Regions from separate parts of the Mus musculus genome. Here all the other regions are linked to region 4. A link is a contact called in public Hi-C and promoter capture Hi-C data. All regions are on one chromosome and are shown on one strand. The core of a region is the stretch at or near the end of the contact, and the rest is flanking DNA. Distances in the headings are between cores, read along the strand shown. Region 1 holds the start of Ints9 (integrator complex subunit 9). Region 2 holds the start of Mtmr6 (myotubularin related protein 6). Region 3 holds the start of Mipep (mitochondrial intermediate peptidase). Region 4 holds the start of Wdfy2 (WD repeat and FYVE domain containing 2). Region 5 holds the start of Ccdc25 (coiled-coil domain containing 25).

Region 1 (5,740 bases), core at 890-3,389, 2.1 Mb after region 4:
AATGTTCTGTGCCAAGGAAGGAAGGAAGGAAGGAAGGAAGGAAGGAAGGAAGGGGGTGGGGGAGAGAGGAAGCTAAGGAAAGATAGGAAAGAGAAGGCAAAGATTTCTATTATCTGCAGGTCCCCAGAAAAAGGGGCACGTGACTATACCCTATATAACAGACGAGGGTTTTTTTAAGCTTCAGACAAAAATAAAAATAGCAATCACTTTTATCATTCAACTTTACGAAGCGTGTATCTTTACTGCTAAGTGCATTCTTTGCTTCACTCACCCAATGCTTCCTCACTCTTCCATACCAGTTTTCAAGCATTTGTGACACAGAACAGGGTGGGGTAGAAGAAAAAACAAAACAAACAACAAAAAACAAAAAACAAAAAACAAAAAAAGACCACAGCGCCTTTCAGCGCACAGTCAACCCTCTTCTCCGCAAAAAATTTCCAACAGTTTTTTCAACTACGAAAATAAGTCGCCTTATCTACCTCAGGATACAGAGCAGACGTTCTGTCTCATTAGAAGACAGCGATGCGGATGGCATTTAGCACTCGAGATTCCCAGCCCCACGTTCCCGAATTTTAAATAACTGGCAAGCTACTGAGCATGAAGATGACAAGATACCTCTACTTACTGTTTCGGGGTGAAGGTGGGTGGAGGACTCCTTTCAAAGTAGCCCCAATAGTGTAACCCAAACACGGTTCCGGAATAAAATACTAAGAGACACTTTTCCTTTCCCACCTTTAGCTGCCGACTTGAGGCAAAGATGCATCTCCACATCACATCATCTATATAGTCCTGCCGGGAGTTTGGGGTGGAGACTGGCCCAGAGTAGGGCACCGAGTGTGAGCTGGGCGCCCAGACACTAACGAGTTACTGAGCCCCCCCAAACCCTGCACAAGATCCTTGGACCAAAAGTCCAGCCCGGGACTCCTGCGTGCTTCCCAAGCCCAGGCCGCTTATCTCTGACTCCAGCCATCTAACTTACCATCTACAGACATTCCTTCAAGACGATCGCAGCACCCAAGTACACGTCACAGTTTAAAACACAGCGAGACACTCCCCAAACAAACCAGCACACCTCGAAACCACCTTACAGTTTCTCAAACTCCCAAGCAGGAAGACCCCCCAACTCCAGGATTCAAACCTTCCGCCGGTCCTGAAGACCAGAGAGAAGTTGGGAAGCCATCGACGCCTCTCCACGCCCGCCCCTCACAAACTGCCCCACCCCACAGCCCGCGCACGGCCGCCCCCTCGGAAGTACCCCTACTTGCTCCCCTATGCTCAACCTGGCTACTCCAGAGACCCATCTGTGGCGCCTACTCACTTTCTCTCCCCCCCAAACATCTCGACATTTTTTTTTCCTTAAAGTAATGAGAGAAGTGAGGAAAAGAGACTTGAGGCAGTCCAGCTTGCAAACGACCCCACTCACCTTGGAAATCCAGCTGAGAGTTCTCTGCACCCTGCTCAGCCCCCTCCCCAGCGTCCCAGTGCAAGGCTGAGGGAGGGAGGAGGAAGGCGGGAGGGGGAGGGGATCTTCACCGCGGGGCGCCCTGCGGGAGGGGCTGAGGAGGGCTCCAGGCCCGCGCAGGAAGAGCCTAGGGGGGAGGGGAGGCCCCTATCTCCCAGTCTCCCCCTGAAAACCTCCCTTGTCTCAATCACATCAGACTGACTGTCTTTGTCTGGCTGACAACCGCCATATTGATAGCAACAGCCCCGCTCCCACCTGCTGCCGCTGGGCATCCCTGGGAGTTGTAGTTTCCGGTTCCCTAGAGGAAAAGTGCAGAGTTGAGGGTCTGAGGCCCTAGGGAACTACAGCTTCCAGCAGGCACTGCGCCCATACGCCTTCCCACAGGGAGGAGGGGAGCTGGGAGCTGAAATCGTGCGGACTACACATCCCAGAATACCATGGATGCTAGACCCAGATGAGGGACATGATATCATGCTGGGATGGAAAGGAAGGATGAATTGGCGGCGGCGATGAATTTGAGCGGACGGAAGGAGGTGATTAGAGAGAAAAGGGAGGAAAAGGAAAGACGCCCACAGTGCCCATGATACCTGCAGTAAAACTACATTTCCCGTGAGGCTCTGGAAAATGCTTAAGGAGTGAAGACTCCAAGTCCCGCGATGCTCTGGGCTATAGAGATTAAACCGGAAGATCCTTCCCTGTCTTTAGAAGTGAAGAGACTGGTACTGAACAACCAAAAGTCCGATATGAAACTGGTGAGTTTCCACTACTAAGTCAGAGGGCAAAGGTAATGAATGCTATATATCTTTGGAGTCTGTCGCCTCCACCATGATTTATCACGGAGGGAGGTCAGCACTTAAAAATTATAAAGTGAGCTGGGTTTTGCGATTGGGATTTGAATTCCCGCTTGCTCACATCCCACAGCTCCTGCATCTGTCAGGAGGTCTTCATTACTGTTTGGCAGATCCCTTTGGCCGCACGTGAGGTTGTATGTTACATTTCTTCACCCTTGGGCTAAAGATAGGCTCCAAAACTTTGGTTTGGTCATGTTTCTCAGCCTGCACCTGAGAGCTATAATAGATCATCAACCACTTTCCACTTAATGAGCACTTGAGTGGACTCCTACTGATATTGCGAGGCTGGATTCCGATCTGAACAGAAAGTAGGAGCGATCAGACAGAAGGTCTAAATGTCCTGTTACTCCTAACTGCAGTTCGAATTACAAGAAAGAGATGCTAAAGGGTGGTGCCCTTGAAGGATTCCCGTCTAAAGCCTGCTTGAAATAAACAGCTCTAGATAAAACATGCCTCCTGAAGAAGTAACTGTGTGGCAAAACACTAAGCTGACAGGTGGCCTTTTCAGATATTTGCTTTGCCCCATTTTTCTGAGCACACCGTTCTAACAAGTTGTTTTATTCAAGCTTAATGGAATAAGTAATAGAGTAATAAGGAAATTGAACGCAGGTGTGAAATGCTTGTCGTCGCCCTCCTATTCCCTACATTCTCACTGCCAACTTACTGTAGAATCTTCCTAATTGCTACGTGGAGAGAAATATCCTCAATAGAGTGAAGTGTGTTTGGTATGTTCTGTTTAAGAGAGAAGCGATGCAGAAACGTTTATTCCAGAACAACTTTTTTTTTTTTTTCTCTTCTTCTGTTTTTTTGAGATAGAGCTTCTCTGTGTAGCCCTAGCTGTCCTGGAATTCTCTTTGTAGCCCAGGCTGGCCTCTCAGAACAACTTCTTTGGGAGGGTATCAGAACTTAGGTACTTTTTGCTTTACTCATAAAATCTTCTTGCTTAACGTATACACAGAGGTTAAAGCAGGGAAGGAGCAAATGGAAAATTAGCCATTCCCTTTCAGAATCAAAAGCTGGCGAAAAGAAACCAGATGTGGCACACCTTTAATTCCAGCACTCAGGAGGCAGAGGCAGGCAGACCTCTGAGTTCTAGGATAGCCAGGGAAGTTATACTGAGAAATCCTGTCTCAAAAAAAGAAAGAAAGAAAGATAAAGAAAAGAGAGAGAAAAAGAAATCAAGAAAAGGAAGTATTAAAAAGAAAGAAAAGAAAAAGAAGTATTCTAATTATTATCTTCCCTTTCAAACAGTGTAGATCCAATAATTAATCCAATAATTACTATCCGAATATCAAAATAGTTTCTCAGTAGGTTAAACTTGTGTGCTGTGCCTACCAAAGGGTTTGAATAAACTTTCTCAGGTCCTTACATTTTAGCTCTGTTTACTGCTTTAAAAATGTGAGGTTGGCTATGGGTTTTGTATATTATAGGGACTAGGGATCTATGTCAGTGGCAGCATGGTTGCCTAGGATGCACACAATACATTGGGTTTGGTCTTCAGCATGATGGTAATGAGTTACATTGTGAAACACAAACATGCTTTTGAACAAAGTCTTGTTTTTGAGTAAGACTTTCCCTTGCTGGGCAGTGGTGATGCACACCTTTAATCCAAGCACTTGGGAGGAGGAAGCAGGCAGATTTCTGAGTTGGAGGCCAGCCTGGTCTACAGAGTGAGTTCCAGGACAGCCAGGACTGCACAGAGAAACCCTGTCTCAGAAAAACAAAACAAAACAAATAAGACTTTCACAGGTGCACATGAGGGATAGCCACATCTTGATTCTTTTCCCTTAATGAGAATTTCTTGAATAGGTCTGTTTTTCTGTCTTCTTACTAATACTGCTTACTTACTTACTAATACTGTGATGGTTTGTTTCACTGGGCATTTGGAATTCAGTAAGACCTTCTGTCCTTAAGTTTTGTTTTTGTTATTGTTTTTGTTTATCAGCTTCACACAAAGCTAGAGTTATCTGGGAAGAGGGGTTTCAAATGAGAAAATGCCTCCCTTTAGTCTGCATTTCCTTGATTGACGATTGATGTGGATGGTGTCAACCCACTATTTGTGGTACTATCTCTGTGCAGATGTTCCTGAAGCTGATAAGAAAGCAAGCTCAGCAAGCTGTGGGGAGCAAGCAATAAATAGCCTTCCTCCATAGCCTCTGTTTCAGTTCCTGCCTCTAGGCCCTGACTTCCCTACGTGATGGATGTGATCGGGATCTAAACTAGTTAAACACTTTGCCTCCTTTTGGTCACAGTGGGTGTTGTTTATGGTTTTGTTTGTTTAGTTGGTTGGTTGGTTGGTTTCGGTTCGCCTTTAGTTTTGTTTTGTCTTGAGACAGGGTCTCACTATGTAGCTCCGGCCATCTTGGAACTCACTCTGTATACAAGGCTGGACTCGAACTCACATCGATCCACCTGCCTCTGCCTCTGCCTCTGCCTCTCTGCCTCTCTGCCTCTCTGCCTCTCTGCCTCTCTCTCTGCCTCTCTGCCTCTCTGCCTCTGCCTCCCAAATGCTGCGATTCAAGGTATGCACCACCACATTTAGCTTGGTCATCGTGTTTTACCACAGCAATGGCAAGCAAACTGGAACACCTTCTAAGTGCCCTCCCGGCATTCAGTCTTGATCTCTTCTGGGGAATCTCAGCTTGTTTTTTTTTTTTTTTTTTTTTTTTTTTTTTCCAAAATTCCATGCCTTCTTTTGCATTTCAGGTAAACGCACAATCTTTAACTTGGTTGACTTGGCTCTGGAGAGCATGGTCCCACTTAACGTCTCTACACGTAGTCTAACTAGCTCTCACCGTGGATGTCTTTATTCAGATCATGTAGGATGTTTTCCAGTTCTTTTGAGTTCACTCTATTTTCTTTTGTCTTTGGAAATTTAAGTGTATTCAATTACCTACCTACCATATTTGTCTTTTCTTAGTTATTGTCTTCACATAGTTCAGGACACTGTTTGAATGATAGTTTCTCAAGAGATTCTTGAGTTAGGCACCCCTGATACATGTTTTCATGGCAGACCATTCTGTTTGTTGGACTTTTAGTTATTTCGTTGTGTTTGTTCTCCCTAATGTAGACATTTTATTCCCAGAGACTTAACACATAGTTTGTGACTTTACTACGACAAATATAATTTCCCAAAATCTGTCAAGGTCTGTGGGGAATGTTGGGTAAAAGGTTAAAGAGTGGATTTGAGATTATAATAAATAATAACACGAGTAAAAATATTAATTTCGGGCCAGGCGTGGTGGTGCACACCTTTAATCCCAGCACTCGGGAGGCAGAGACAGGCGGATTTCTGAGTTCGAGGCCAGCCTGGTCTACAAAGTGAGTTCCAGGACAGCCAGGGCTAGACAGAGAAACCCTGTCTTGAAAAACCAAATAATAATAATAATAATAATAATAATAATAATAATAATAATTTCTACTTTCT
Region 2 (5,870 bases), core at 816-3,315, 2.6 Mb before region 4:
CAACCAGTATCCCCCCAAAGCTCCCAGGGACTAAACCACCAACTAAAGAGTACACATGGTGGGACTCATGGCTCCAGCTGCACATGTAGCAGAGATGGCCTAGTTGGTTATCAATGGGAGGAGAGCCCATGGTCCTGTGAAGGCTCTATGCTCCAGGGTAGGGAATGCCAGGGCCAGGAAGCAGGAGTGGGTGGGTTGGTGAGCAGGGGGAGGGAAGAGGGGATAGGGGATTTTCAGAGGGAAAACCAGGAAAGAGGATAACATTTGAAATGCAAATCAAGAAAATATCTAATAAAAATATGTTTAAAAAAAAAGACTTGCTTATGGAGGAAATGAAGACTAACCAAAACCAAATAAAGTTGATTGATAGAGCTTAAGGGTGGCCTGTTTGGAAATCTTTTAAACATTTTTAAATCGTGAACCCTTTTCAGCAGAAAAACTTTTATTTATCTTTGGTTATATAGGTACTTACAATAGGTGTACAAATCAAACATTTGCTGATAATATTTTGCTTGTTTGTTTTTGTTACAGTCTCACTATGTGGAACAGCATGCTCTGAAATTTACAGGCAACAACTTGCCTCTGTCTCTGAAGTGCTGGGATTAAAGTCATGCCCCAGCATACAAGGTAAATTTATTTTTACAAACAATTCTTTTGTACACATACATCTTTACTACTTAATTATGAGTAGAACAGAGATAGATATGTTTTTCTGATACAGCTCAATTCAAAGATACACTAATTTGATATATACTAAGGAATAATAGGAAAATATGAAAAGTTTTGCTTTCTGTAATCAAACTGCTCTTTCTATAAGAGTAGCAATGTTTGTACAAACTGTAAAGACACCACAATTCATAACACATAGTAGATGAAATCTGATCTGAGGCAGTTACTGTCATGAACACAGCAAAGTACAGTTGTAGAGATTTGAGACCCAAAGCTTATTCCAGAAGCAAAGCCAGAGATAGGCTGCGTTTTTAATCAAGTTTTGGTCAGCTCCTGGTCCCCAGGGTTGCCATGAACAGTTTAAAAGTGTTGGTTTAATTGAAAGGTCTTTTGCAGGAGGCAGCCAGAGAAGCAAGGAGAGAGCACACCAGCTACCCGTTAGGAAGGCAAACTGCCCATCCCAGCCATTTTTGTTTATTTACAAAAGACAAAGATCAGAAAAGTTTCTAATAAGAATTTAACAGATGGGCTGTTGAAATGGCTTAGTGTGTAACAGCACTGACCACTCTTCCAAAGGACTTGAGTTCAAATCCCAGCAACCACATGGTGGCTCACAACCATCCATAATGAGATCTGATGTCTTCTTCTGATGTGTCTGAAGACAACTGCAGTGTACTTATTTATAACAATAATTAAATCTTTGGGCCAGAGCGAGCAGAGGTCCCTAAATTCAATTCCCAACAACCACATAAAGGCTCACAACCATCTGTACAGCTACAGTGTACTCACATACAAAAAAAAAAAAAAAAAAAAAAAACAACAAAAAAAAAAAACTTAAACAAAAAGAACTTAACAGATAAGCCATCTTTCCAACCCTGAGCAATATCTTTCAAATTAAAAAAAGACATTCATGTAGCATCTTAAATTAAAGTGCAGCCTTATCTATAAGCCTGTAAGAGTAATATCCTGCCCCTTGGTAACAAAGACCATACAAAATGTACTCAAACTTAATACTGATAATCATAATAGAATTTAATAGTTCATTACAGGAGCCCAGTGCTCCATGAGTTTCTAAATGTAATTTAACCTGGAATTTAGAGGTATCCAGTCTCGCACTCACTGGAAAATTCCTTTTGGTCAGGAAAAGGAATATCTTTAAACCTAGAAAAAGCTTCTAGTCCCTCTTGCTGATCCTTGTCTAGCTGAACATGTGGGTTAGCTTGGTTGGCCGGGGCAATACCAGTCCTCCATCAGAGAGGGCGCTGTACAACAGGCCATGCATGTGGCCCAGCTAGCATACGCTCTCTATGGGCGACACTCAGCCGGCTGTCAGGATCCCCTCTGAAGCTAAGATTTGCGGAAGTGTTTCTAGGCGACAGAGCTCTCAGATGACGCCTGCGCAGTGCCACCGGCGGCGGGGGTGGCTGACGCTGCCGGGTTGAGGGAGTTCCTGCGGGTGGCTGTCACCGCCCCGTTTCTCTCCCGATGGTGCTCTCCTGAGGCCAGCTGCCTGCGGGCGTCGCCCCGGGATGGAGCACATCCGGACAACCAAGGTAGTCGGCGGGAGATCCTCGCAGCTGCCGGGGTCCATTGGGCAGAGGCGGACGGGCAGTTTGGGGGTGCGGGGCCTCCGTTGAGGGCCGGCAGTTTGGGGGTGCGGAGGCCGTGTGGACAGCGCAGGCGCCTTGGCAGGAGGTGCTTGGGGAGTCGGCAAACGGTGGCCGCCCAGCGAGCTTTGCTCTTTTGGACAAGACTGGGGCTGCTTTTTACTTTGGGGGATTTCGGCCGATCGCCGCCTGGCTCGCCCCCAGGCTGGTGGGTCCAGTTATCCATCAGTGCTGTGCTGTTCTTGAACCAGTCTTGCTCTGGTTTAAGTGCCCCGCCCGCTCTTTTCCGCGGTGCAAATATTAGCGCATCCGAGGCCACTCACTTTTCTAGTTCTCCAGACACTTAGAGTTGATACTTCTGTGCTTCCAACTTTAGGCATTGTCTTAAGTGTAGGGAGCCAACTTGACAGCAGTTATGCAGAAGGGGAAAGAAAGGCTGTGTCATATTGTAAAAGGTCCATGGAACTTTCCTATAACTGAGCTTGTTTGTCAAGTCCGTGCTTAATTTTTCTGTGTGAGAAGAATTCAGAGAATGGCCAAACTTCAGCCTCAGAAAGGGCCAAAACAGAAATGGAGATCAAAGGGCGTGAATGACCTTTTAAGATGAGGAAAAACACCTCTCTGGGCTTTGCCAGAGCCTTAACTGTCACTTACTGTCTGTCCTAAAGGTCTTAAAGTTACAGGTCATTTGGGAATAAACTGCATTTTTTTCTTCATTATTCTTTAAAACGCTTCACAGTCCTTGATGTTATGGATAACATAACATGAATTTTTGTTAGGATTTATTTTGGAGTTTGCCTATACTATTTGTAGGAAATGTGGAGGTGCTCCTCTTCCAAAATTTTGGTTTTTTTGAGACAAGGTTTCTCTGTGTAGCTCTGGCTGTCCTGGAACTTGCACTGTAGACTAGGCTGGCCTTGAATTTACAGAGAGCTATCCTCCTTTGATTCCAAGTGCAGGGATTAAAGGTGTGCACCACCACTGCTTGGCAGATTTTATTTATTTATTTAAAGAGAAGGAACGTTTAAGTTGCTGACATTTAAAATTTGAAAATGGGAGGATGATTCGATGTACAGCAGAGGGTGCTAAGGCAGGGAAGAGAATGAGAGTGAGCATGGGAGCCCTTCTTGTCCCTGTCACAGGGCCCTAACAGCTGTCGGCTCAGAAACTGCCTTCTACTCTGAACCTCATTGCTTGTTTGCTGCTGAGAATCTCTCTCTCTCTCTCTCTCTCTCTCTCTCTCACACACACACACACACACACACACACATCAGTGAAAGCAAACAGAATCCAGTGAACTAAAAACACCCTGATCACTAAGTGAGCACTGGTGGGAAAATCTAGATGATTCCCTTCATTAGTTACAAAATGACCTCCGTCAGTTTATGAAGAACCGATCTGGCCTTTGGGGTGTATAGCTGTCATTTTTATGATCTTGAAGGTTGTTCCTGATTAAACCTTACTGTCTTCCTGGTAGGCCCATGCTGCTGTTAGGTAAGGCTGCTTTTTGCTCACCTTTTAGATCTGACCTTTTATGTCTTTTTTTAATGGTTAAGAGATTTCCAGTTGGTTTCCAACTGAAGTTGCTTCTTAAGGGACTGCCTTTGTTATTTTGTGTCACTGTTGTGGCAAGGAGGCGTTTCTCTAGAGAAGTCTTAAGTGGGTGTATATAGACTATAGTGGAACCGAGGTTTGCTGGGAACTAGCATGTACACACTTGACTGACACTGGCATCCCACACAAGAGCATCATGAACCTCACACTGTAGTCTGATAATTGTTATATAGACTCTACTGTTTCCTTAAATTATGGTTTGGAAAAAGTGTAGTCTTACAGAATTGCTTTGAACATAACCAAGTTTTTGTTTTTATTATGTATACTCTTCTCCCAAACATATTTAATTGCATAAAAATATGTTTTAGGCTAGGCGTGGTGGCGCACGCCTTTAATCCCAGAACTCGGGAGGCAGAGGCAGGCAGATTTCTGAGTTCGAGGCCAGCCTGGTCTACAAAGTGAGTTCCAGGACAGCCAGGGCTACACAGAGAAACCCTGTCATGAAAAAACAAAAGAAAAAAAAAAGTTTTAAACTCTGTGTAGTTTAATTGGTATAATCAGAATTGTTTGTAGGGCTCTCAGGATGGCTCAGTGTTGGTAAAGGGACCTGATGCCAAGCCTGACGATCGGAGCTGGTTCTCCAGAACCCACGCGGGGGAAGGAGGGAACCAACTTCTCAAAGAGTCTCTCTCAGCTCCACACAGGTTTCTTGGCCTGTGCATGCCCACCCCACCCTCAAGTAAAAGTAATAAACATTTTTAACTGATTATGATAATGTATGACTGTTCAGTGAGTTTCTTTTAATGTTGTTTAACAGCTGTCTTTGAAAAGTAATGATTACCTTCTGTTAGGCAATTATATCAGTGAACACAGTTATGTACCATTGTCATAATTTCACAATGTTCACATTTCACATATATGTTAGTTCATTAGCTCTCATCACCATGATGTTTACTTTTAATAATCACCTTGACACAAGGTAGAGTCACTTGGGAAGGGGGCCCAGTGACAGACATTGGCCTGTGAGGGTTTTTTTTTTCTTTTTGTCTTAATTGGCTGAGGTGGGGAAGGCCCATCCTAATGTGGGCAGCAGCATTTTGTGATCTGGATCCTGAATGTATAAAAGTAGAGAAAGCAAGGGGGCGGCATTTGTGCATATATTCTGTCTCTGCTCCTGAGTCTAGATGTGACCTGTTTTCTCAAGGTCCTGCTGTGACTTCCCCACAATGGTGGTTGGAATTTTAAGCCAAATGAACCCTAGCTTTATGTCAAAGAGTGTTATCACAGCAACAGACATGGAACCAGGACCATCAGTGATCTAAAAATGGACCCTGCCAGTGGTTTTAGAATCTCCATTTATAGATGAGGAAGAAATTAGTAAGTTTGAATGACCTGTCAGGTTAGCCATGTATGGCTGTTAGAATTTAAACTAATGTCTAACTCCAAAGGTGAGGTGTGCTCTTCCTAGCATGAACAGTTGTAATAAAATTGTGAAATTGGCATTCACTTAGAAAAGATTAACTAAAAGGGTTTCCCTTTTCTAGGTTTACCATAAGTAATAGTTTTATATTCTTGTTTTTGTATCTTGTTTTTGTATTTTGTATTTTGTTTAGAGTTATCATTTGCTTTGTCCTCTGCTATCAGAGATTAAATAACTCTCGCGCCAACATTCAGCTGTTAGCTATATCATCCTATTTTTATATCACATTTGCCTTGAAACAGGGTCTCTCACTGAACCAGATGCTCAACCTTTCAGACAGGCTGGCTGAACTCTTTAGATCGCTTGTCTTTGTTCTCCCAGTGATGGGGCCACAGGCACATAAAACTATGGCTGGCTTGCTACATGGATGCTGGGAGTTCAACCTTAGGTCCTTGTGTTTGTTCTTACTCACTGAACTCTCTCCCCAGACCCGAGAACTCAAAGATTGTTTTTTTTAAATTATTATTATTTTTTTATTAGATTCATTCATTTTATGTGTGGGTGTTTTGCCTGCATATATGTTTGTGCACCATGTGTGTGCTTGGTGCCCAAGGAGGACA
Region 3 (5,242 bases), core at 2,324-4,823, 2.1 Mb before region 4:
CTTTCCCTTACCCAGGACATCCTTTGCATGCGTGGGTGGTGGGAAGAGTGCTGATGCCACGGTCTTGCTCTAAGGGCTGTATTATGTCTGCTGTTAGGGAATGCAATGGTCAATGAGCTGGGGTTACAGCTGAGCAGGCATGGCGTTTGTAGAGCACGCGTGAGTTCCATTTTCAACACCAGGAACAAATATTTATTCCATTTCATGATGAGCAGCTTTAAGCTGATGTCAGTGAGACACCCCAGGAGGCTTCAGATACTTTATTTTCTAACATGTGTGTCTATGCTACACAGTTCAATGAATAGTTGGGCTGAATCTATAATAACTTTCTCGGACTTCCATAATCAAGGTGGATGGCTTAAAACGTCAGAATGCATCCTGTCATGGCTCTGGAAGCAGAAGTGCAAGGTCCCCATGTCAGCAAGACTGAGACTAAGTCCCTGAAGGAAGGTTCTTCCTTGACACAGCTTCTAGTAGCCCCTGGAGTCCCTTGGTTTGAAGTGCGTCACTTCAGTGTCTCTGCCTGTAGCTCTGCATTGGTTTCCTTCTGTAACAGCACATGCCCAAATTTTCCTCTTCTAATGAGGAGTACACCAGTCATTTTGGATTCAGATCCATCCCAATATGATTGTATCTGTAAAGACACTACCCCAAATAAGGTCTGATTTGCAGGTATCAGAGCTTGGTACTTTTACTTAACTTTTTTTTTTTTTTTTTCGAGACAGGGTTTCTCTGTATAGCCCTGGCTGTCCTGGAACTCACTCTGTAGACCAGGCTGGCCTCAAACTCAGAAATCTGCCTGCCTCTGCCTCCCGAGTGCTGGGATTAAAGGTGTGTGCCATCACCGCCCAGCAGAGCTTGGTACTTTAAAAATGTCTTATAGGGAGACACAATTCTACCCACAATAGTCTGTCCTCTAGACTTGCCTCCAGGTTGATGTCCTTCCTATGTCCTATCAGTCAACAGACCTGCCCTAACATACAAAATTCCAGCATTATCATTTATGCCTAAAAAAATCATCCTTGAAGTCATTTAAATCAGCAACAAGAGGGACCTGTTGTGTGGGACATCTGGGAAGAATCTAGCGAGATGGAAATCTTTAGTCCGGCAAGTTATTTGCTTTCAAAGTACAGTGTTAGGTTAGACATAAGATGCCCATTAAAGGGAGACAGGAGAGGCAAAAAGGGCCCAGGAGTTTCAAGCCAGTCTGAAACCCAGCAGGGAAAACCCCAGTATTTGAAATGGTCAGTCTTGCCACAACGCTGTACTTCCTTATGCGATCTCACTGCGGGACTCTTAGGGAGTGTTTCAGGCAGATTTTCTTCCGGCCCACCTGGGTACCTGGCAGTGATGGTGAATTGTCCACACGTATCCGAAACTCAGATGCTCACTGGAATGAACATGCTTTTACAGGTGGTTTCCAAACCCTGGCTGTGATGGCTAGCTAATCTTCACTGTCAACATGGCCAATATTAGAAGCGCCTTTGAGACACCCCTCTGGTCATTACTGTGAGAGCTTTTCCAGAAAGGTTCAGTTAAAGAGAGATGGACCTGTCCTGAAAGAGAGTGGTACTGTTCCAGGGGCTGGGGTCCAGACTGGAGAGAAAGGAACACAGGAAGTGCTAAACTAAGTACCAGCACTGAACTCTCTCTGCTTCCATCCACCCCACTGTGAGGGGAACTCATGCTATCACCACTCTAAGCTACTCCTGTGTCCTCTCTCCCTCCCTCCCCCGCCTCTCTCCCTCCCTCCCCCGCCTCTCTCCCTCCCTCCCCCGCCTCTCTCCCTCCCTCCCCCGCCTCTCTCCCTCCCTCCCCCGCCTCTCTCCCTCCCTCCCCCACCTTTTTCCCTCCCTCCCCCGCCTTTTTCCCTCCCCCGCCTTTTTTTTTTTTTCCCTCCCTCCCCCCCCCCCCCCCCCCCCGCCTCTCTCTCTGTGTCCTCTCAACCCCACCTCCCAAAGGCTGGGATACCACAGTCCCTTTTCTGTCTACTGCCCCCCCCCTTCTACCCAGAACAATCTCTCAAGGAAAAATCGAATTTCTCATAATGAAACCCTTCCTTCTAGGCATGGTGGCTCCTGCCTGGAATCCCAGCACCCAGGAGGATGCTGAGGCAAGACTGCCAGTTTGAGCTCAGACTGGGATACATGGTGAGTTACAGCCTGGAACACGGAGTGAGAGCCTGTCTGCAAACCAGTCAAACACACACAAAACCTTCAAAATGTTCATTTCTCCCCTACCAAGGTCTATAAAGCAGATATGACTGCCACCCCTCACGTCACCTTCTGCAGGAGAGATGACTGCACCTTCAAAAGAAAGCTCTGCTTCCGGCAGGACCCTACACCCTGAACCACGGTGGTGTGGCTGTCCTTCCTCTGGAGAAGGCTAGGGGTGTAGAAAGACTTCCCCAAGCTTTCCCAAGTCTGCACTGTCATTTCTACTTTCCCGGGCACTCGACCACAATTTCCCAATGCCCTCCCTCCCAGCCTCTGCCTTCCTTTCATTTTCGCAGTAGGACATTTCACATTAGTCCTGTCTGTACTGATTTAGATTTTAGACTATCGTGATGAGACACTGGGAGTTAGATCGACTCCCTGGTGGGCAGGCAGAGAGAAAGGGGGGGGGGGACCATGGCTAGGTGATGATGGTGGTGAATCTCCAAGATGCCCAGCTTCTTCCTCAACCTACCGTTTTCCTCTCCCACCACCAGACCCCATTGCTGATGGACCTGCTCAATGAAGTCAAGACTGGGTCAGGACATGTCACACAACAGTTCTGGGCCAACCAACCACCCTAGATTTCTTCAAACTCTCCAGCCCTAAATTAGGAGCAGAAGGCTCTGCAGAGGCTTAAAATAATAATAATAATAATAATAATAATAATAATAATAATAAACCCAGCCCCTGAGAGGAGTCTCTCTCTCTCTCTCTCCCTCTTTTTCTCTCTCTCCAGCTTTCTGAGTCCCCTTTGCAGAGAGTCTTTTTCTGTGTGCCTGTTGCAGGAAACACACACCTCACTCACCTTCCTTCTACTCCTAATTCTGTCCACGATGCTTAAGATTTCTCTGCTGCTCCATGCTGGTCTTCAGATTTTTCCTGCCTTTTAATTCTTCGGCTGGCAGAAACAACAAACCTGACCAAGACTCCTAGACTATATCATTCCAAAACCCTTAGACCGTATCAATAGTTTCCAAAGTCAAAATAGATGATAATTCTCCAATAGTTAATTCACATGGCTATACACAACCATAGCTGGTGGGCATGCAGACATGGAAGTGACTTCAACAACTTTTGGAGAAGACAGGTGCCTTGGATTTCGACTGCTTGTGGTTTCTTCTGGATCCTTTCACGCGCCGCCATTGAGTCTCCTCTGAGAATCAAGAAAGCATCAAGAAAGCATCTTGAGTTCTCACATTCATTCCTGGCACCTGTAAAAAGTTCCAATGCCTGACCCGACTTCCTTCTCCCTGTGCCCTAGTACCACTGTCAAACTCAAATCCAGGACGTTTCTTCCTCCAGACACACGAGGGCGCTACGAAACTGGAGCTGCTCAGAAGGCGTGGAGGGCGACGCTCTTCCTAACGATTGTTAGCGTGCTCAAGTCCGGGTCTGCCCTGCGAGTTCCGCGGCGTGGGCTGCTGCCTTGGAAACGCGGGGCGCGCGCTTCCCGAGCCTGGCAGAGCCGGGGTCCGGAGGATGCTGCTGGCGGCCGGGGCACGGTACGCCCGCCGGCTGTGCGGCCGGGGAGCCGCGGCGGCTCTGCAGGGACGCACAGGCCGGAGCTGCGCCCGGGACGTCAGTACTAGCTGGTCCCCGGTGGGCGCCGCCTTCAACGTCAAGCCCCAGAGCCACCTATGGAACCTGTTGGGGGAGCGCCGGGTGAGCGTGCCGTGGGTCTGGGCAGCGCGGGCTCCGCGTCTGGCTGAAAAGGGACTGTGCCGGGATAAGCGCACCCCGGAGCGGCTGACCCAGCGGCAACTCAGCCTTTCCTCTACTCAAGCTCCATTCTTTTCCTTCTGGCTTCAGAGTTCACATTTGCCCTTGGCTTTGTAACGACACTCTTGCTTTGAAAACTCCATCACACCTTAATTGTCCACTTCAGGCTGCTCTGAAACAACCTGTTAAACTAGGCATAGTGGCTCTTGTAAGACAGTCTTGATAGGTAGAGGCAAGAGGGTACAAAAGACAGTCCTTTGGGCTCCGAACTGACTTTGAGACTAGCCTGAGTTGCTTAAGAACCGGCGGTAAAACAGAAAGCACCTACAGAACCCTACTGAGAAAAATCAGATTTCCTGTCGTGCTTTGTAGTTTATTGCATAGCCTACGAAGTCATCAGAATTGCTTGGCTATTTCTACTCTGCCCTTGGTGGTGTTGGACACTTGATAATGAATGAGGAAAAGGCAGGAAGACTGAGGAAAGATTTTTGTCCTAAAACAATGATTTTTCAACCCTTCTAATGCTGTGACTCTTTAATACAGTTCCTCCCGATGCGGTGACCTCAAACCATAAGATTATTTTGTTGCTATTTCACAACTAATTGTGCTACTGTTATGAATTATAAACATCTGATATATGAACCCCCAGGTGGGTTCTAAAAGTGTTTTTTTATTTTTTTATCTTTTCACTGTTGGGCAGCTTTCTAAAGACAAGTCTGGGATATAGCTTCATTGTACTTCATGGCATATCTCTGTGTTTAACTTTGTCTATTTGAAAGTTCTTTCTTATTATATAAATTTTCCTCCAAAACCCATAAAGGTCGATGATGCTGGTATTAGTGGAGTTGGTGTTGGAAGTGCCTTTTAGCAGAAAGATAAGCTTGGTTTTGGGTGGATGAAATAGAACTGATTTCACCTGTATTTTAAACCATTGTTTAGTGTGTGTGTGTGTGTGTGTGTGTGTGTGTGTGAATGCATGCAGGTCTGGAAGGCGCAGGCCAGAGGACAGCCTTTCCGGATCTGTAACCTTCAACCTTTTGGAGGTGGAGTCTCTCTTGGTTTTGCTATTGGACTGAATACTCAGGTTATCGTTCCTGCTCCTATTTGGTTCTTGAGCTTCTGGGCTGTTTTCTTGTTTCTATCTTGATGTAGGAGGACTGCTGGGATTATAGTTGCATGCCACAAACATTTGACTTTCAAGCTTTTTTTATTTTTTTATTTTATGTGTTTTGCCCAAATATATGTAAATTCACCACATGCGCAGTGTCCGTGCAGGCGAAAAGAGGGTGTTCTATCCCCTGCAACTG
Region 4 (5,640 bases), core at 1,337-3,836:
TTATAACTAGGATCATCCGCCCATAACTTAGAGGTGGAGAAGACAGGGCTTAAGCAGTTTCAGCAATTTGCTTCAGGGCACCTTGTGAAGTCCTCACGCACCATCTCATTCCTTTGGTGTGAAACACCAATTCCTTTACCTCCACAGCCCTTTGTATCTTTCCTCAGTTGCCACAGATTTGGCCCTTGCTCCTAAATTCCTTCTTGAATTTAGGTTGGTGTACAGCTAGCCATTACTTAACTTCTATTTATGACTGACCCACTACCTCTGTGGGTCTCAGAATGCTGTATGCAGCTGAATTTCTGGGTATTTCATCATTTCATCAGATGACTCCGAGGCCCCAGGTCCCCACCCAGTCTTTTTTTTTGGGGGGGGGGAGGGGGTTCGAGACAGAGTTTCTTTGTGTAGCCCTGTCCTGGAACTCACTCTGTAGACCAGGCTGGTCTTGAACTCAGAAATCCGCCTGCCTCTGCCTCCCAAGTGCTGGGATCAAAGGTGTGTGCCACCACTGCCCGGCCCACCCAGTCTTTTATTACCAGTTTTGCTTGTGGAATGTGCCAGAAAAAAAATACATACTGTTTGTTACTAAAATGGTTTGTGGAGTCTCCTGTGACCCTGGCTTTCTTTGTCTGACAGACACCCTTTCATAATTGGCCATCAAAGACTGAGAAGTTGATCTAAAAGAAGTCATTTTAATCCAGTTATTAAAAATAGCCTTGGGGGCTGGAGAGATGGCTCAGCGGTTAAGAGCACTGACTGCTCTTCTGAAGGTCCTGAGTTCAAATCCCAGAAACCACATGGTGGCTCACAATTATCTGTGGTGAGATCGGATGCCCTCTTCTGGTCTGTCTGAAGATAGCTACAGTGTACTTACATATAATAAGTAAATAAATCTTTAAAAGAAAAAGACGTTTATTTAAAAAAAAATAGCCTTGGTAGTAGGTTATAAAAGATGGTTTAGCAACTAAGATTACTTGTTAGAGGACCTGGGTTTAAATCCAAGCACCCATATTGTAGCTCACAATAGGTTGTAAATACAGTTTCAGGGGGTCCACTTCTTCTGACCTTGCTGGGCTCCCGCACACATGCGGTACACATATTGGCACTCAGGCACACACACACACACACACACACACACACACACACACACACACAAACACAAACACACTATAAAATAAAGAAAAAATAGTTCTCTTGGGCCTGTAGAGATGACTTAGCAGTTAAGAGAACTGGACACTCTTCCAGAACTACATTTGACTCACAGCACCCACTTAGAGCTCACAACTTTCCATAACTCCAGTTCCAGGGATCCAGGCACACACCTGGCGAACAGACATACATGAACGGAAGACAGCCTTCTGACTGCTTTATTCCTTTCTCTCTCAATTCTGTACAAACACTAGTCTGATTATTTCACGTAAGTGGAATCATAAAATAAACGGTCCTCTATGATTAGTTCCTTTCATTTAGCATTTTGCTTTCAAGGTTCGCCTTGCTTTGCTATGCTAATGGAAATCACAGATATCTAGTACCCCACCGTTTCTTTTGGACCTGACAGTAGCAATGTTTATCCTTTGAAGCAATACTACATTCCCCCCCCCCCAAAAGAGACTGTTTTACATCCCCACCTGAATTGTAAAGGAGTTCCAATTTCCCCATAGCCCAGTCAACATTTTATTCTCCTTATTACAGTCATTCTATATTATATTGTGATTGTATTTATTAACTGTCCGTTGTCACTGGAAAAGCAAAAATGTTCAATTGCTAGGGATTGGAAACAAGACTGGACAAAAAGACTTAGGTTCAAGTGTGAGTCCTTTATTCATAATACAAAGAGAAGATTGATACCATGATCTCTAAACTCCCTCAAAGAAGCTTGTATGAGAGTCTCTTCTTCCTCTACCCTCATATCTCACTAAAACCGGTGGCAGTGTGACCCCGAGAGAAGTCTTGCTCAGCAGGGCTTGCTCTTTAGTTCTCCCTCTTAGATACTACACTATTTCTGCCTCTGACTTGGGCAATAACCCACAGAAGGCGCAGAGTTTCGTTTGCCCACATCTCTCCTGGGCTGAGAAGTGGGCGTTACTGCTTTCTAGAACAAGGACGTCGAGGATGGAGGAAACTACAACCCCCAAGAGTCCACGCGGTGCTGGCAAGAGCCGTTTCTCTACGGCCGACAGCACAGCGCCCTCTCCGGTGTGTTATTGTTAAAACTTAGCGGTGAGTCATCTGCGCGCATGCACACTCACGTCCCAACTAGTTTAGCCTCTATCCTTCCTGCAGGCGCTTTTCCGGTGCGGCTGACGTAGGCTTTTCCCCGCCCCCAGAGTCTGGAGAGGGTGGGGCTCTGGGCACGCGCATTCACAGATTTTTTTTTTTATGAGGGAGGGGACAAAGCTTTGGGTGTGGAAGGGAAAGTAAAGGACTGCGGGGCGCATGCGTCCTGACAGCACTGCGGGCCTCGGTTACTTACGGGCGGCGGGGCGGAAGTGGCTCCTGGACTGACGCACGCGCATTGGCTGCTAGTGCCCATCCTCCGGAAGTGGGTTGGCCGCCTTGCGACAGGGCCCCGCCCCGCCCCGCCCCCTGCTCCCCGCCCCCTACTCTCTTAGGTGGCGCCGGCTTGCGGCTAGTGTGGCGGCGGTGTTGGTTTTGGAAGCCAGAGCGGGCACATTCCCTGGACAGGCGGCAGGGCTATGGTCGCTGGCTCCCAAAGGCCCGCTCCGCTTCGCAGCCCGATCCTGAGCGCAAGCCTGAGCGTTCTCTTCAGCCAAGTCCCCCGGCGCGTTCGGCTGCTCCCCGGGCGCGCCCCCTCCGATGGCGGCGGAGATCCAGCCCCAGCCACTGACCCGCAAGCCGATCCTGCTGCAGCGGGTCGAGGGGTCGCAGGAGGTGGTCAACATGGCGGTGATTGTACCTAAAGAAGAGGGTGTCATCAGCGTCTCGGAGGACAGGTACTGACTGCTTGTCCCCGTGCCGCGCGGAGGTCCGGCCCTGGCTTGGTGGGAGGGTAGACCGCACCTACTGGTTCAGTTCCCAGCGCGGTGGCCTTGGCCTCAGCAACTGGTCCCTGGCGGAGTCCGAGTGGCCCTTGGGTTAACAGTGCAGGAGACACCAGACCTGGTCCAGTTTTGGGGATGGGAAGGGCAGAGGGAGAAGCCGCCCAGCTTTGCAGGTGTTTTAGCTTAAAGGACCCTCCATGCACCGGGATGATTTGGAGGCGCTGCTAGTTGGTCCATTGTTTGGTTACCCAAACGAGAAAGGGAACGTATTTTCTTTCTTCTATACGGTTCACCGAATCTGTGTATCTCCAGGACATCTTTCACCGAACCCAAGGACTTATTAAATTGTGAAGAGAGTAACTTTGGGCTTCTGCGTGTGGCGCCTTCCTTTCCTAAAAGTTTATGTCTTGGAGCTCAAGGGGAAGTGACTGGAAGTTGCAAGGGATCACTTTTGCAGACAACTGCTTGAGTTCCTTCCCTTTGCCTACTTCCTTTCCAAGATTGCTTAATTAGCAGAAGTAGCTCTGGTTCTGCCTTCAGGATTCCCCTTTTGCGCTGTGTTTTTGATTTCCAGAGGAATGCCGCTTGAATATAGGGGATAGGGTAAGATATCTGAAATTACTATTTGGGTAATATCTACAAGCATTTTAAAATCAGTTGTAGCGTGGCAGAGGTATGTAACTGTCTGGGTTCTTAGCTTCAGACAGGCAGTTAGGTTTTCTTATTATAAGTTAGTATCATGCCGAGGTAGAGTTATTCTGTGACTCTTAAAATTGCAAAGATAAAGCAAAAAGTGCTCACTTAAAAAAAAATCGTTTCAGCACCTAATGTAAATTCAAACATTTTTTACTTGATTTGTTTCTTAGGTTCTTGAATATAAAGGAAGAGTGTATTGCATGTGTATATTGCATATCGACCTCTGCATCATTCTTGATATGCATGGCGCCTACTTCATTTCCTATGCAGATCTGTGGGGAAACATTGCGAACATATGCTAATGGCAGTCAGTCCAGGAAGAACTGAAGAAACTGAGTGACGTGGATGTGGGAGCCGTTAGAGATTCATAAAGAAGTCTTATGACAGTGTTTAATTTTTTCCTTTGGTGCAACATGCTTAGACTGCATTAGACTGTTTCTGGGCTTAAAATTTGTCATCAAAGGATTATCTTTCTGGAATATTTTCTATAAAATATATTGAAGGAATATGTTGATAACTTCCCCTTTCCATTACTAGAGATGAGATTGATTCCCGATTTGTAAGCAATTCTTTAGTTCATTAAACTCAATCGGAGGAGGAGGAGAAAGGTTGTCCAGACCTCAGCTCCATGCTATTAGTTTAGAAACGTCTGATTCCCATTTCAATGTATTTTCCTTGAAGGAAACAACTTTAGTGGAGGTAATGTTCCATGTCTAGAGAAGCTAAAGTATATGTGCAGAAAAGTGAAGAGCACGTCTCGGTTCATCGTCGCACAAAGGAAGTGCAGTGCCTAATGATCTCTCACTTCCCTGGTTTGCAGTGTACATAACAGAATTTGTCTTACTGTGGAGTTACCGGGAATCGGGCCCCTGCAGTAATGCTGGGTCCTTGTCTCTGTAAATTTTGTTACTCAGGTTGACAAGTCTCTGCTTCTTCGGGTCAATCAACCATGAATGTAGCTGTTTTAAGGCAGTTTTAGATATGGCTTGCCCTAAAAGAAAGAATTGATCTGTGTTCTTACTTTTCAAAGGCAATGTTAGTGCCGCTTGATATAATGCTAAAGATAGGAAGATGGAGTATTGATTTTCATCAACACTTGCAAAACCATTACCATTAGCTGCTTTGCCAGTTCGTTACTGAACCATGAGGGTCAGCTACAAATAGTGCGCTGTAGCATTTTACTTAGGAAATCCTAGTTCCCTTTCTCCGTTCAGACTCATTGGAGCCTTTATCTGCACCTTTGAGAAAGCTTAATATTTTTGTTTTAAGCAGTGATATACCTATGTTATGTCTGTTTTGTCTTCTGTGAGGCCTCTAGGAAGCGTTGTGTCCTTTACTGACTAAGGAGCTACATAGTACCTGGCACACAGGAGTCCCTCATTACTTGTTTTATCAGTGACTGATGTAGGACCTCCCTCCACCCCATTTCTAAGAATCCAGTACTTAACTATTCTGGATTCATTGATGTTTGCTGAGTGAGTATTTGGATGACTTGTGAAAACCTTATGTAGACAAGTAGACCTTCGTGGGGGAAGTATTGGACTAGGTGGCCTTAGACACGTTCAAACTGAGAATTCAAGCATTGCTTCAGTCATCCCAGCAGACAGTAAAGTTTCTAGTGTGTTCTCATCGTGTGTGTGTGTGTGTGTGTGTGTGTGTGTGTGCGCGCGCACGTGCGCGCGCGTGTGCATTTGTGCGAATGGGTGACAGCGATGTTAATGACCAAGTCTTTTCAAGGTGCTTACATAGTTGAGTAGCAGAAATTTTAGAGTATAGGTTTTGTTTTGTGTATGTGTGTGGTGCTAGGGATGGAACTCTGAAGTCTGGACATGCTAGGTAAGCACTCTCTACCCCTGAGTCACACCCCCTGGCCGAGAATATTATGTAATAAAACCGTTACATTTAAGATAGAGTGTTGAAAAGAGAACTTTCTGGTGGGGAA
Region 5 (5,437 bases), core at 632-3,131, 3.0 Mb after region 4:
ACTGGGGCATATAAAGTTTGCGTGTCAACTAGGTTCTTTCAATGTCTAGTTCTAAATAAGTCTAAGCGATGGATGTCCTTCTTCATAGAACAAAGCTGGCTGGAATGAATTGACAAATGGCTAACATATTATTGGCTATTTGCAGGAATCATGAGTGAGTCAGCTACTCTTTTACAAGGTAGAATAAGGTTTCTACTAGGCAATGGTAGAACAGTATGTTTTGTTGAGGAAGATGTCTTTGAATCGGAGGCCTCACTACTTCAAACTCTGCTACAACTCTGCCTCCTGTTGTAATAGGGCCCAGACCTTAACAGAACTGACTCCATGATGAAAGTGTCATTCAGGCTATAAAACTCAGCACATAGACCTGTCAAAATGAAAACAAAGATCTAATCCATCAGAGTCCATAGTTCTGGGAAAGTCTCTAAATGCACTAAGCTTGCTTTCTGACTTCTGTAGTTCTTGTTAACTGAGGAATGTCAACCCAGAACATGTTTTTTTGTGTGTTTAAAAGCTCACCCTGAGGAAAGACTGAGAAAATGTTGCACTGGGATCCCAAACATCCAGTGTAGTATCCGGCCAACTAAAAAAGACTTTCTATTGGTTTAAACCCATGTTGGAGCAGTCTTCTCTGGTGGATAGCCTACAACATTGACCAGCACCAGGAAACCCAGAATGATAGTGGGTTTTGTAAAGTGAAAGAATTAGAACAATAGTGGAAACTGCTTAGTGGGAGACTCTGGCTAGTTTCTTCTTTTGAGAGAGTTAAAGCCAAAGAGGGGACATTTTTACCATCAGGTTCTACTTGCCTAGAATTTCCTGCTCTATGAAAGACTAGGCTCTCCAGGGACGGTAAAACTCCTTTTCTGTAGCCCTTTTGTGTGGTCTGACTTTTGGAGCTTGTTGGAGGGATACAGCCCGAAATGGACTCTCATATTTTTTCTTTATCAGAAATAAGAAAAACTTCCAAGTCAAACCTAGGAAGGCTGTGGAATTTTGTAAATTTATAGCAAGAGGTTCTGAACTTCAGAAGTTTGGTATTTGTTCAGTCTTGTAGGTAATAAGGAGCAGACATTAGATTTAAAGGAACAAAAAATAGCCCTACTCGGAATCCCAAAAAAGGAGAGTGTCTCTGGGTAGTAACAGTAACAATTCATTTGAGAACCTTCTGTCCTCGATGCAATTTAGTTCATTGTTTGACTGGGCAAGACAGTGCAGCATTTCTTCCATCTTGTATTCTTGCTGAGGCCATCTCAGGCTTAGATAGGGTTTGATGAACATTACCTAACTCTATTCTGACTAGTTTGGTCAAGTCAACAAACAAAAAACACAACAAAACCCTCACCTATGTCAAGTAATGGGAGAATGAGTTTATTTAAAAATTGGTTCTTGGGGCTGGTTAGATGGCTCAGTGGGTAAGAAAGAGCACTGACTGCTCTTCCGAAGGCCCGGAGTTCAAAACCCAGCAACCACATGGTGGCTCACTATCGTCCGTAATGAGATCTGATGTCCTCTTCTGGTGTGTCTAAAGACAGCTACAGTGTACTTACGTATAATAATAAATAAATCTTTTAAAAAAATTGGTTCTTACTGAGTGCCTCCTGAGGAAATGGTTACAGGGACCCTTAACCATGCATGAAAAAGGCAGTTTCTGCACGCATGGAGCCCATATTGGGTTGAGTGGGAAGACATAAAAAGCGATGACCAACTCTCGTGTCCACTTAGTAGAGCCTCTGAAAATAAAGTCTGCCCTTAGTATTTTTTCTTTATGACTTCAAACAAGATGTATTTCCCCAGCTAATTTCTTTCAACCAGACGCTTGAGCGGAATCCTCAAAATCCCCGGGACACCTGCTCTTCCGCCAACACCCTTCCCTTCGCCAGGACTAAAGATGGCGCTGACAGGACGGCGTTGTGACGCGACGGCACGTCCGCCGGAAGTGTCCTGAGGAGAGCCTGGAAGCCGGCTCACCCTCGCGCCGGCGGTATCTCAAGCTTCGCGTTTTGAGTAGGAGTCGCCACTCTTCTACCAGGATCATGGTGTTCTACTTCACCAGCAGCAGCGGTGAGTGACGCCGGGGCCCCTGCTTCCAAAGCCGGCATTCCCCAGCCGCCGCGCTGGGCTTGGACTTAGTCCTGAACCGCGTCCTTCCGCGGGCACCTCTCCCAGAGCCTTCTGGTTCCCTGCTTGGCCGTCCCCTCGGCTGCCTGGTCGTCCCCTGGCCCCGGTGGTCGCGGCGGGAATGCGCCCCCGCTTTCTTTATACCCGGTAATCATTCTCGTCCCCACTTGACAGACCCGCCAACGCTTCCTGGACGTGTGTGCGTTCCAGCCTAGTCCCCCACGTCCCCGTCGCAAGCCTTTGCCCTAGCGTTCTGCCCGCACCTTGGAGCGATGCTTGACCAGTGCGACAGGTGCCAGCAGATGTCTCCTGCAGGAAGAGTAGCTTGCCCTCCTACGCAGGGAGGGCCTGGGGTGCCGCGGAGAGCAATCGGAGGGCTGGAATGTTAGTACAGCCCCTCCCTGGGCAGAGGTGATGGTCCAGTGGACGTCTGCTAAGGCTACTGGGTTGGTTTTGGAAGGCCAGAAAGAGCTGTTTCGGTTTCCAGGAAATGCCGCGTCAACTTAGTTTCTCTGCCCATATTGTCCAGAATCAATTTCTAATTTTAAACTCTCACCCCATTAAAATAGCGCTTGCCTTTTTGAAGACACTGTGTGAGACCCAGTTTCCTCGTCAAGATAAAATATGCATTTCTTTCTGGACCCCCCTTAACATTCCTTTAGGACTGCTCTCATGTGGTATTAAAAGGTGTCTGCTTGAGCTACCGGGCAGGTCTCTTGAGGGGCAGTCTGTCTTGTCTCCTTAGCATAGTGCCCTACTTACACAGTTGGCTGCTGTGTTGATTTTTGCCCCTTCTTGAGACAGTGAGTGGCTCAGGTTGCTTCAAACATAGACTCTCCTGCCTGAAGGCTCCCTGACGTTGGCATTACTTTCTAGGTCCCCAGATCTGGAGTTATTGTTTGGTGGTTTTGTCTCTTAGTACTTTTTAGTTTGTTTATTTTTGAGACAGGATCTCATTATGTAGCCCTTGGCTGGCCTAGAACTCACAGTGTAGATCAGGCTGGCTTTGAATTCATGCTACCCTCTGCTCTGCCTCCCCAGTGCCGGGATTAAAGGCATGTACTACCTAGCCTTTCATGATACTTTTAACTGAAGCATTATTTTGTGAAGCGTCCTTCAGTGTGAGGTGTTTGTTTGTTTTTCTTTTTTGTAGCCATGCTACTTCTAAAAATTATTTTATGTCTGTAGGTATTTTTCCTACATGCGCATCTACATACTACTTGTGTGCCTAGTGCCTATCAAGGCCAGAAGAGGATGATAGATCCCCTGGAACTGGAGTGACAGACAGTTGTTTGAGTTAGAGTGTTTGTCTAGTATTCCTGAAGTCTGGGGTTTGATCTCTAATACCACAGAAACTGAGTATGTGGTCCACTCCTGGAATCCTGTGATCCAGGAGGTGGGGGCAGAAACTCCCTGGCCTTCTAAATGTATGGTCCCTTGGTCCCTCCCTCCACCCCTCCTCTCTCTCTCTCTCTCTCTCTCTCTCTCTCTCTCTCTCTCTCTCTTGCATTTTTCGAGACAGGGTTTCTCTGTGTAGCCCTGGCTGTCTTGGAACTCACTCTATAGATATAGACCAGGCTGGCCTCGAACTCAGAAATCCGCTTGCCTCTGCCTCCCGAGTGCTGGGATTAAAGGCGTGCGCCACCACCGCCCAGCGAATGTATGGTCTCTTAACTTTTATTTGTTTTTTGTTTTTTGTCAGTCTCAGATAGACCAGACTGCCCTAAGCCAGCCTCCGTAGCTAAGGACAGCATGAATTCCAGACCCTTCTCCCACTCAAATGCTGGGACTATAGGCATACAACACCATCACTGCCCTGTGTGTGTTCTGCTCAGGGGTACAGACTCTCCAGCCAACTCTGTTTCTATCTACCAGGTCTTGTGCTTTGTAGACTGAACACCATCTCACAAATTTAGCTCCATTTAGGGTCCAGCAAGTTTTGGTAGGGTGTGTACCTAGTTCTTTCAGTCCTAATCTTGTACTTTAGAATCAAGATTAAGGAAAGCTTTCTAAGCAACAAAATGCTCATTACTTCAATGTAAAAACTAGGATTTAGCTTGTTTGAGGTAGCTGGAGGGCGTTAGAGCCAGTGTTTGGAGAAGTTTGAGAACTGTGGTTCCCCTGAGTGGAACAGGGCATCCACCATCGTAGCACAATGAGATATAAGCAATGCCAGCTAGCTAAGTTTTAAGAATACATTATATTCATTACATATACTATGCACACACACATAGACACACGTTTTTATATAGTTGTTTTGAGACAGGGTTTCTTTGTGTAGCCCTGGCTGTCCTGGAACGCACTCTGTAAACCTGGCTGACCTCAAACTCAGAGATCCACCTGCCTCTGTCTCCCATGTGTAGGGATCTGTTTTTAAATGTTTGTAGAAGAGATTGTTGTTCATTATGGGGAATGGTTGTTGTTGTTGTCATTATTGTCATTATCGTTGAAGAAGGCAAAAGTATAGGGCTGAGCTGGAAATTGCCATTAAACTTTATCCCTTAAGAGAAATTTAAAAATAGAGATATTTTCTTGAAAAGGAGGAAAGCAACTATTCAGCAGTAAGCATTGCTAAGCATCATCTTTGGGGACAAGTTACTGTTTTACGCTCAGTAAGACTTAATGAGTTCGAGGCCAGCCTGGTCTACAGAGTGAGTTCCAGGACAGCCAGGGCTACACAGAGAAACCCTGTCTCGAAAAATTAGAAAAAAAAAAAAAAAAAAAAAAAAAAAAAAAGACTTATGCAGTCTATAGTTTAGTCTTGGCCTGCTGCTATCAGTCATTTAAAAGGATACATCTTATGCTTAACTCAGAGGATGCATAAGAGCAGGTAGGTGAGCCAGGTATGGCCCATGGCCATGCAATGGGTCCCCACTAATTGTCTTTTTATTTTTGTTTTATTTTAGTTAATTCATCTACTTACACTATTTACATGGGAAAGGATAAATATGAAAGTAAGTTTACAAAAGCATTTGATTTTGAAATTCCAGGCAGGTAAGTGCTGTTCCTGTGCCCTTGTTGTTGGGTTTATGTGTTTTGTTACTGATTTATTTAATTCCTTTTGAAAATTAGACTGGACAAACAACAGTTGCCCACATTTCAAATACAGTGTTTTGATACGTGCACACATTGTGTGGTGATCAAGTTGAAATCCACAGCATATCTGTCACCTCAAACATTGATTATTCCTTTGCAGTTAGAGTATTCAACATCCTGTCTTCTAGCTGCTGTAGCATAGACTTTGATAACTGTATTTACCCTGCGACAGAATTCCAGAAGTGCTCCTAATAGATCATTGTTTTACCAATTGACTAGT

What was found. Promoter capture Hi-C pulls out the DNA fragments that hold promoters and counts their contacts. Hi-C and Micro-C count contacts between places; a contact is called where the count stands out from the background.
Region 1: a Hi-C map of B cells shows a contact between it and region 4, with 5 read pairs. The contact joins the promoter of Ints9 here to the promoter of Wdfy2 in region 4. A contact is called at or near these places in 2 of 39 promoter capture datasets (liver and pre-B cells) and 1 of 484 Hi-C or Micro-C datasets (B cells).
Region 2: a contact with region 4 is called in a promoter capture Hi-C map of pre-B cells, with 4 times the contacts expected there. The contact joins the promoter of Mtmr6 here to the promoter of Wdfy2 in region 4. A contact is called at or near these places in 2 of 39 promoter capture datasets (the C10 cell line and pre-B cells), 4 of 484 Hi-C or Micro-C datasets (CD4 T cells, CD8 T cells and uterus), 3 of 115 datasets of contacts at active chromatin or transcription factors (bone marrow-derived dendritic cells, large pre-B cells and thymic regulatory T cells) and 2 of 9 other capture datasets (adipose tissue and liver).
Region 3: a promoter capture Hi-C map of pre-B cells shows a contact between it and region 4, with 3 times the contacts expected there. The contact joins the promoter of Mipep here to the promoter of Wdfy2 in region 4.
Region 5: a contact with region 4 is called in a promoter capture Hi-C map of pre-B cells, with 4 times the contacts expected there. The contact joins the promoter of Ccdc25 here to the promoter of Wdfy2 in region 4. A contact is called at or near these places in 2 of 39 promoter capture datasets (the C10 cell line and pre-B cells), 2 of 484 Hi-C or Micro-C datasets (both in CD4 T cells), 1 of 115 datasets of contacts at active chromatin or transcription factors (astrocytes) and 1 of 9 other capture datasets (adipose tissue).

Annotation. Positions count from the first base shown.
Region 1 is chr14:64,948,154-64,953,893 of GRCm38.p6, forward strand. Ints9 (integrator complex subunit 9) reads left to right here and starts at 2,140. Exons shown (of 17, transcript NM_153414.5): 1 at 2,140-2,214. The coding sequence starts at 2,206. It overlaps Hmbox1 (homeobox containing 1), which reads right to left and starts at 1,704. Exons shown (of 10, transcript NM_177338.6): 1 at 1,424-1,704.
Region 2 is chr14:60,263,140-60,269,009 of GRCm38.p6, forward strand. It overlaps Mtmr6 (myotubularin related protein 6), which reads left to right and starts at 2,066. Exons shown (of 14, transcript NM_144843.4): 1 at 2,066-2,222. The coding sequence starts at 2,199. It overlaps Gm38641 (a long non-coding RNA gene), which reads left to right. Exons shown (of 3, transcript XR_874661.1): 3 at 532-768.
Region 3 is chr14:60,780,993-60,786,234 of GRCm38.p6, forward strand. It overlaps Mipep (mitochondrial intermediate peptidase), which reads left to right and starts at 3,574. Exons shown (of 19, transcript NM_027436.3): 1 at 3,574-3,878. The coding sequence starts at 3,696. It overlaps Mipepos (a long non-coding RNA gene), which reads right to left and starts at 3,557. Exons shown (of 3, transcript XR_001781278.2): 1 at 3,481-3,557; 2 at 3,022-3,369.
Region 4 is chr14:62,835,104-62,840,743 of GRCm38.p6, forward strand. Wdfy2 (WD repeat and FYVE domain containing 2) reads left to right here and starts at 2,587. Exons shown (of 12, transcript NM_175546.4): 1 at 2,587-2,954. The coding sequence starts at 2,818. It overlaps Gm26536 (predicted gene, 26536), which reads right to left and starts at 3,428. Exons shown (of 2, transcript NR_168886.1): 1 at 3,022-3,428; 2 at 1,798-2,917. It overlaps Mir8098 (microRNA 8098), which reads left to right and starts at 2,618; the gene lies at 2,618-2,754.
Region 5 is chr14:65,835,421-65,840,857 of GRCm38.p6, forward strand. Ccdc25 (coiled-coil domain containing 25) reads left to right here and starts at 1,882. Exons shown (of 9, transcript NM_145944.5): 1 at 1,882-2,064; 2 at 5,028-5,075. The coding sequence starts at 2,037.